2 separate regions of the Mus musculus genome follow, and region 1 is linked to region 2. The links are chromatin contacts, called in public ChIA-PET maps. All regions are on one chromosome and are shown on one strand. The core of a region is the stretch at or near the end of the contact, and the rest is flanking DNA. Distances in the headings are between cores, read along the strand shown.

Region 1 (2,700 bases), core at 133-2,632, 200 kb after region 2:
GGAGGAGATTGTCTGATCTCACACCAAAACTGTTTCATGTTCTCTATGAATTGTGATCTTGCTCCAGTGTTCTCAGATGTTGATAAAGTAGAATGAACTAAAAGTTACCATCTACATGTGACTGAGGAGAATTAGAATTGGCCTGAGCCTGGAGAAGGACGTAGAGCTTCTAAATTGTTAAAAAACAGATTGACCAATAACAGGGAAGAGGGGTGTGGATTCTTAGAATAACAGCCTATGGGAAGGCTTCTGTGATTCCTGAATTTCAAGCCACATTTATCTACCCTTGACAATATCCTTTTTAAGTGTATCTCTGTGTGTGTGTGTGTGCATAGGCATGTGTGTGTGTGTGTATGGATGTACACATGTGGAGGCTGATGCTGAGTGTCTCCTTTGATCCCTTGCCACTTTGTTTTTTGAGATGGAAGCCTGCTGAACCTATCTTGTCAGGAAGCCAAGAGCGTCCTCCCAGCTCCGCAGCTCTGGTGTTGAGAGTGAGATGTGTGCCATCATCCGCAGCTGTCATGTGAACTCATCCCCGTGCCCGTGCAAAAGGATGCCACCAACTCCACCATTCTCCAAACTTCGTAATAGTATCTCCAGGCATTTAAATACAAACTCAACATTTACGGGGACTATTACAGATAAAGCTCACACCTCCACAATGCAGCTTCTTCTCATTTATTTATTTAATTTATTTGCTCATTCATTTCTTCATTCTCCCATTAAGACTCGTCTGGTGACTCAGCCACGGGGACAATCTTAATACGATTTGTAGTCATTTCCTATTACAGTAGGAAGAAAGGGAACCCGAGAGAGCTGCAGACTGAGGTGTGGCCTCAGCCTCCACCCTGAGCAACAGTGTGACCAAGTGTGTCCTACCAGCACAGAGGAAAGAGTCTACATTTGTAAAGGAGGTTAAGAACACTTGTTCTGCTTGCCCTATAGGAATATCTGCGGCAAGGCATAGAGAGGTGATCAGGTGTCAGGGCTTGTGAAAGATGCAAAGCCTTATTCACATACAGAGGGAAGGCTGTTTCCCCCTCAGACAGATGAGGCCCTCTTGAGGGGAAACTCAATCCTGGCAGCAGAAGGGAGGTTTGAAATGGAAAGTAGAAATTGGAATTGTTGTTGATGTTGACCTCTGAAGGTGATTTAGGGAGCACTGGGTATGGTAGACCACACAGGAAGCCAAAGAATATGGTGGTGAAGAGCAGTGAAGAGCTGAAGCCTGCGGTTGTGACTGTCCTCCCACCCCCAGGGGGCCCTGGGGCATGGCCACACTCCCTGTGCCTCAAGTCCTCTCCTGTAAACACTCTGTCCTCACAACAAAGAGGCAGTACCTCGTTGTTGTGAGGATTAAATGAGTTAGTGGCTGTAAACCACTCCTGAGGTCAACACCTCGCACAGAGGAGCTGCCAGGAAGTCATAGAAACAGTGTCTAGTCGGTAGGTTGTGTGAGTTAAATGTGCCACAGAGCTTTAAAGTGCACAGCATGGGAACTGCCACCCAGCTAGGTGGTGTCCCAGGAGAACAGGTAGAATAGCCAAGCCTTCTTCTCTGTCCTGGTCTAACCTGCAGTTTAATGGTAGAAAGAGTCCTGTGAACCCACATGCTATCGAGCATTAGAACCCCGAGCAAATACATCAACGTGGAGTGGGCATGTTAGAGTTTTGGAGCCTTGTCAGTATGGCAGGAACCTTCTTAAGGAACCTTCCTAGCTTGGTTTTAAACACACACACATACACACATACACACACACACACACAATTGGAAAAAAAATGGCTGCTGAAGTTCCACTGTGAGGGTTCCTGGCTCAGCTAGCAGCCTAGGAATGAGCCTTGTTTGAGCTGGGGTTGATATGCGTTTATAATTGGGTTCCAGGATTCAGGACTCCAGGGAATTCTGCATGACCTCACCACCGTTCTAACCAGCAGCCAGGAAGGCAAACACCTACCTTCTGCATTTATCTAACTGGACTCTGAGGCTCAGCTGCCTTTCCAAGGAGCTGGGATGGGCTAGTTTTGCCAGGGCCTTCCTGGCTATGATTTTTTGGGGGGTGGGGTGGGGTGGGTTGGGGTCCTTAAAGTGAGCACATTAGCAGGGCAGGGCAAGCCCGGGGTTAATGACTGCAGGCAGATGGCTCTTCCATTGCAACTCTCTGGGAAGAAGCAGATGCAGATGCTAATGAAGGCCCATATTTCTGAGCAGTGATGACACAGACAGATTCGTTCCACTTTCTCTTTCTAGCCCTGTGCCCAGCCCTTTAATGGACAGTGTGGCCCCATGAGACTATACAGCTGGAAGAAACCTTAGGATCATCTCTCCCCCTTCCCACAAAGAAAATAGAGGTTCAGAGAGGGTCAGAGAGGCTGCCCCAAGACTCAAGTTCCGGTCCTAAATGTCACACATGACAGCTGGAGGCGGACTGGGCCTAATGGGCACTTCATCATGGCCTATCCTAAATCTCCTTTTCACAATACAAATAACGTATGGGACATTTATCAGGGCCCACTCAGAGGGAATAAAAACACCCGACAGCACCGTGTTCTAGAATGCCCGCGTGGGTTTGCAGAGTGAACACAGCCACCTCTGAGATTAGCTGTGTGTTTGTGAAATCTAAACCTTCAGGAACATGTACAATAAATTAAAACCCAAGTAGAGCGTGCGTGTGTTCAACATGAGTCATGAATACACTTC
Region 2 (2,927 bases), core at 96-2,595:
CCCACGCCTCTGGAACTGTATGCTAAAATAAACTCTTTCTCCTAGAAGTTGCTTTTGTTCAGAAAAGTCCTGACACACAGTACACAGTTAACTGGAATTCACCATAATTCTCTGTATTTGTGATGAGAATCAACAAGTGAGTGAAGTCCAGACTAAGTCCTGCTGTGTCTGTAGGAACCATAAAAACCTGCTGGGTCTGTGTTAGTCACATGACCTGAAGTGTCAAAGCCTGCTGTCAACCACCATGTATCCTGTGTCACCACATGTGACCATCAGAAGGGGGATGGTCAGGATTTATGTTTACACCGTAGACCAGTGCTGCTTTCAACCATGGCCCTCTAGAGAAGTATCTTTTGCAGTGGGCTAAAGCTCGTAGAGACGCATAGCTAATACAAGTGCTGAGAGTGAGTAGGCCCTGCATTATCTATCCACAGACTTCAGAGAACAGAGAAAGGTGTGGAAAGAGCATGAGAGAGAGAGAAGTCAAAGAGGAGTTCTGTGAAATGCTGTGTGGGGGACAAGTCATGGCCACTGCACTCATGAATTCCCTGCAACTGTAGTTACCCACACAAGCTCAAGACAAGAAGGCCAGTCAGTATTCCAGCAGGCAGCAGTAATGGACACAGTGAGACACACACACACAAAACAAAAATAATAACAAAAAACAACACCCAAAGGAGACATGAGGAATGATGGTGGGTGTACTGGCTAGTTTTGTGTCAACTTGACACAGCTGTAGTTACCACAGAGAAAGGAGCTTCAGTTGAGGAAATTCCTCCATGAGATACAACTGTAAGGCATTTTCTCAATTAGTGATCAAGGGGAAAAGGCCCCTTGTGGGTGGGACCATCTCTGGGCTGGCTGTCTTGGATTCTATAAGAGAGCAGGCTGAGCAAGCCAGAGGAGGAAAGCTAGTAAGGAACATCCCTCCATGGCTCCTGCTTCCTGACCTGCTTGAGTTCCAGTCCTGACTTCCTTTGGTGATGAACAGCAGCATGGAAGTGTAAGCTGAATAAACCCTTTCCTCCCCAACTTGCTTCTTGGTCATAATGTTTGTGCAGGAATAGAAACCCTGACTAAGACAGTGGGTTTTAGGAGAGCCATGTTGAGGGTTCCCAGAGGAGTGAGGGGACATGGGGTAGATATAATCACAGGATATATGGATAAGCCTGTCAGAGGAGTGAGGGGACATGGGGTAGATATAATCACAGGGTATCTGGATGAGCTTGTCAGAGGAAAGACCTTTTTAGGAGATACAAGCATCGAGACCTGTGTAGGAGGAATGTAGTATACCTAGGAACCAAGGAGACCACTGTACCAAAGAAGACAGGAAATGGAAGCCAAAGACTCAGCCATAAGGAACAACAGGCAGCACACCTCCCTGCAGCTAGTCTCCACAGCAGACACACACAGTCCCCAGCCCCAGCAGTGAATCTCAAGGCTACTAAGGCTCATCTGTCATTAAAATATGAAATGCTTTCTGCAAAAGCAATACAGATCTGCTGAAGGAAATGCATGCACAGGAAGGACTCTGGGTCCAGTCCCCAGAACACTGCCAAGAAAGAAGATAAATGAACTTTGTAAGGCTGCAACTGAATAGACCATAGTATAACAATCAAAATAAAAACTTAAATGCTCTAAATCACTGAACATATAACTATAAATAAGTATTAAAAACTAAGCAAATATGGATTGTATTCATTTCAATCCATCTCTAACTTCAAATAACTCTTTACATTACTGTCCTTTCCCAAACATATTAAAATGTATGTCTGTGAACAGATAGTTTGCAGTTTACAGATATGAATACTCATTTTTTAAAAACACAAATTCAACTGGCTAGAATATGTCTAGTGCACCATATTTCTCCATAGTTAAATACACAGCATGGATTTTGTTATCACAGACTGACCGCTGTTGATAAGTACATCTCCCAGTTTGCAGAATCAACAGAAAGTCAAAAAAATCCAACAGGGATGGAGAAACACGGGTTTAAGTTGGAGCTGACCTATAGCTGGATGGGCTACAAAGCCAGGGCATCTAATGTGCAGATGAGGACTACAGCCCGTTACACAGCATACTGGGATTTGTTAAGAGAGTAACACAGGTGCTCTTACCACCAAAGAAGAAAAGGCAGCTGTGTGAAATGACAGTCATATTAATTTGACTTCAGGTCAATGTTGTCTGACTACAAAATTCATTAAACTTCATTAAATTCATTAAAATTCATTAAATAATGCTTGTATATCTAGACAATGTCTATATTAATATATACAGTTACTAAAACATAAAAGAATCAATGGTTTTTTGAGAAATAAGCTTAAAGATGAGGCAAGAAAACTGCAAGTTCAAGTCCAGGCTAAAGAGTAAGGCTCCAGAGAATAATAATCTTTTAAACCTTTCTCCTGTGCCCTGTCTCATTCTCTCTCACACAAAGGACAGAATACATTTGGGAGCAAATTTTAGAAAAAGCCCCCTTATTACATAGGAAAAAGTGTTAAGAGCAGAAGCCAATTTGTTCTTTGTGTATGCCAGAAGTATTGAGATTCTTTTTGAAGAGAAAATCTAAGTTATAGGGTTTTTAAAAGGCAGAAATAAAATAAAAGCTTTGAAAGATAATAGAAGAATTTTTATAACCTTGGGGTATAGAGGGATTTCATTTAAAAGTAAAAACATCAATTATCTTAAAAGATTAATAAGTTAATAAAAACACCCTGAGACCTTCTATTTACTGAAGATGGCATTAAGAAAGCCCAAGTAGGAACTGGGAAGTACATGTTGTGAACACAGGTCTTAAGAGACATGTGTAAATGAAGAAAGAGAAACAGCAGAGATTGGGGAAGTCACCGGAAGCAGGAGATTGGCCAGGACCTGTTTGTTCGAGTCATCTGTTCTTCATCTGCTGTTGACAGACATTTGTACAACCA

Evidence for each region. ChIA-PET counts read pairs in DNA pulled down with a chosen protein or histone mark.
Region 1: an RNA polymerase II ChIA-PET map of memory CD8 T cells shows a contact between it and region 2, with 23 read pairs. The contact joins two enhancer-like sites. A contact is called at or near these places in 1 of 115 datasets of contacts at active chromatin or transcription factors (memory CD8 T cells) and 1 of 9 other capture datasets (adipose tissue).

What each region holds. Positions count from the first base shown.
Region 1 is chr17:86,322,204-86,324,903 of GRCm38.p6, forward strand. All of the region lies in intron 1 of Prkce (protein kinase C, epsilon), which reads left to right. Among named protein-coding and RNA genes, the nearest start is that of 2010106C02Rik, 36 kb to the left of the region's middle. Within about 2 kb of position 1,383, at least 72 of the 459 cell types and tissues checked have an H3K27ac peak or open chromatin away from gene starts, as enhancers often do. A contact at or near this core is called in memory CD8 T cells, where this site is marked.
Region 2 is chr17:86,123,091-86,126,017 of GRCm38.p6, forward strand. The region is part of intron 7 of Srbd1 (S1 RNA binding domain 1); the gene reads right to left. Among named protein-coding and RNA genes, the nearest start is that of Srbd1, 21 kb to the right of the region's middle. Within about 2 kb of position 1,346, at least 1 of the 459 cell types and tissues checked has an H3K27ac peak or open chromatin away from gene starts, as enhancers often do. A contact at or near this core is called in memory CD8 T cells, where this site is marked.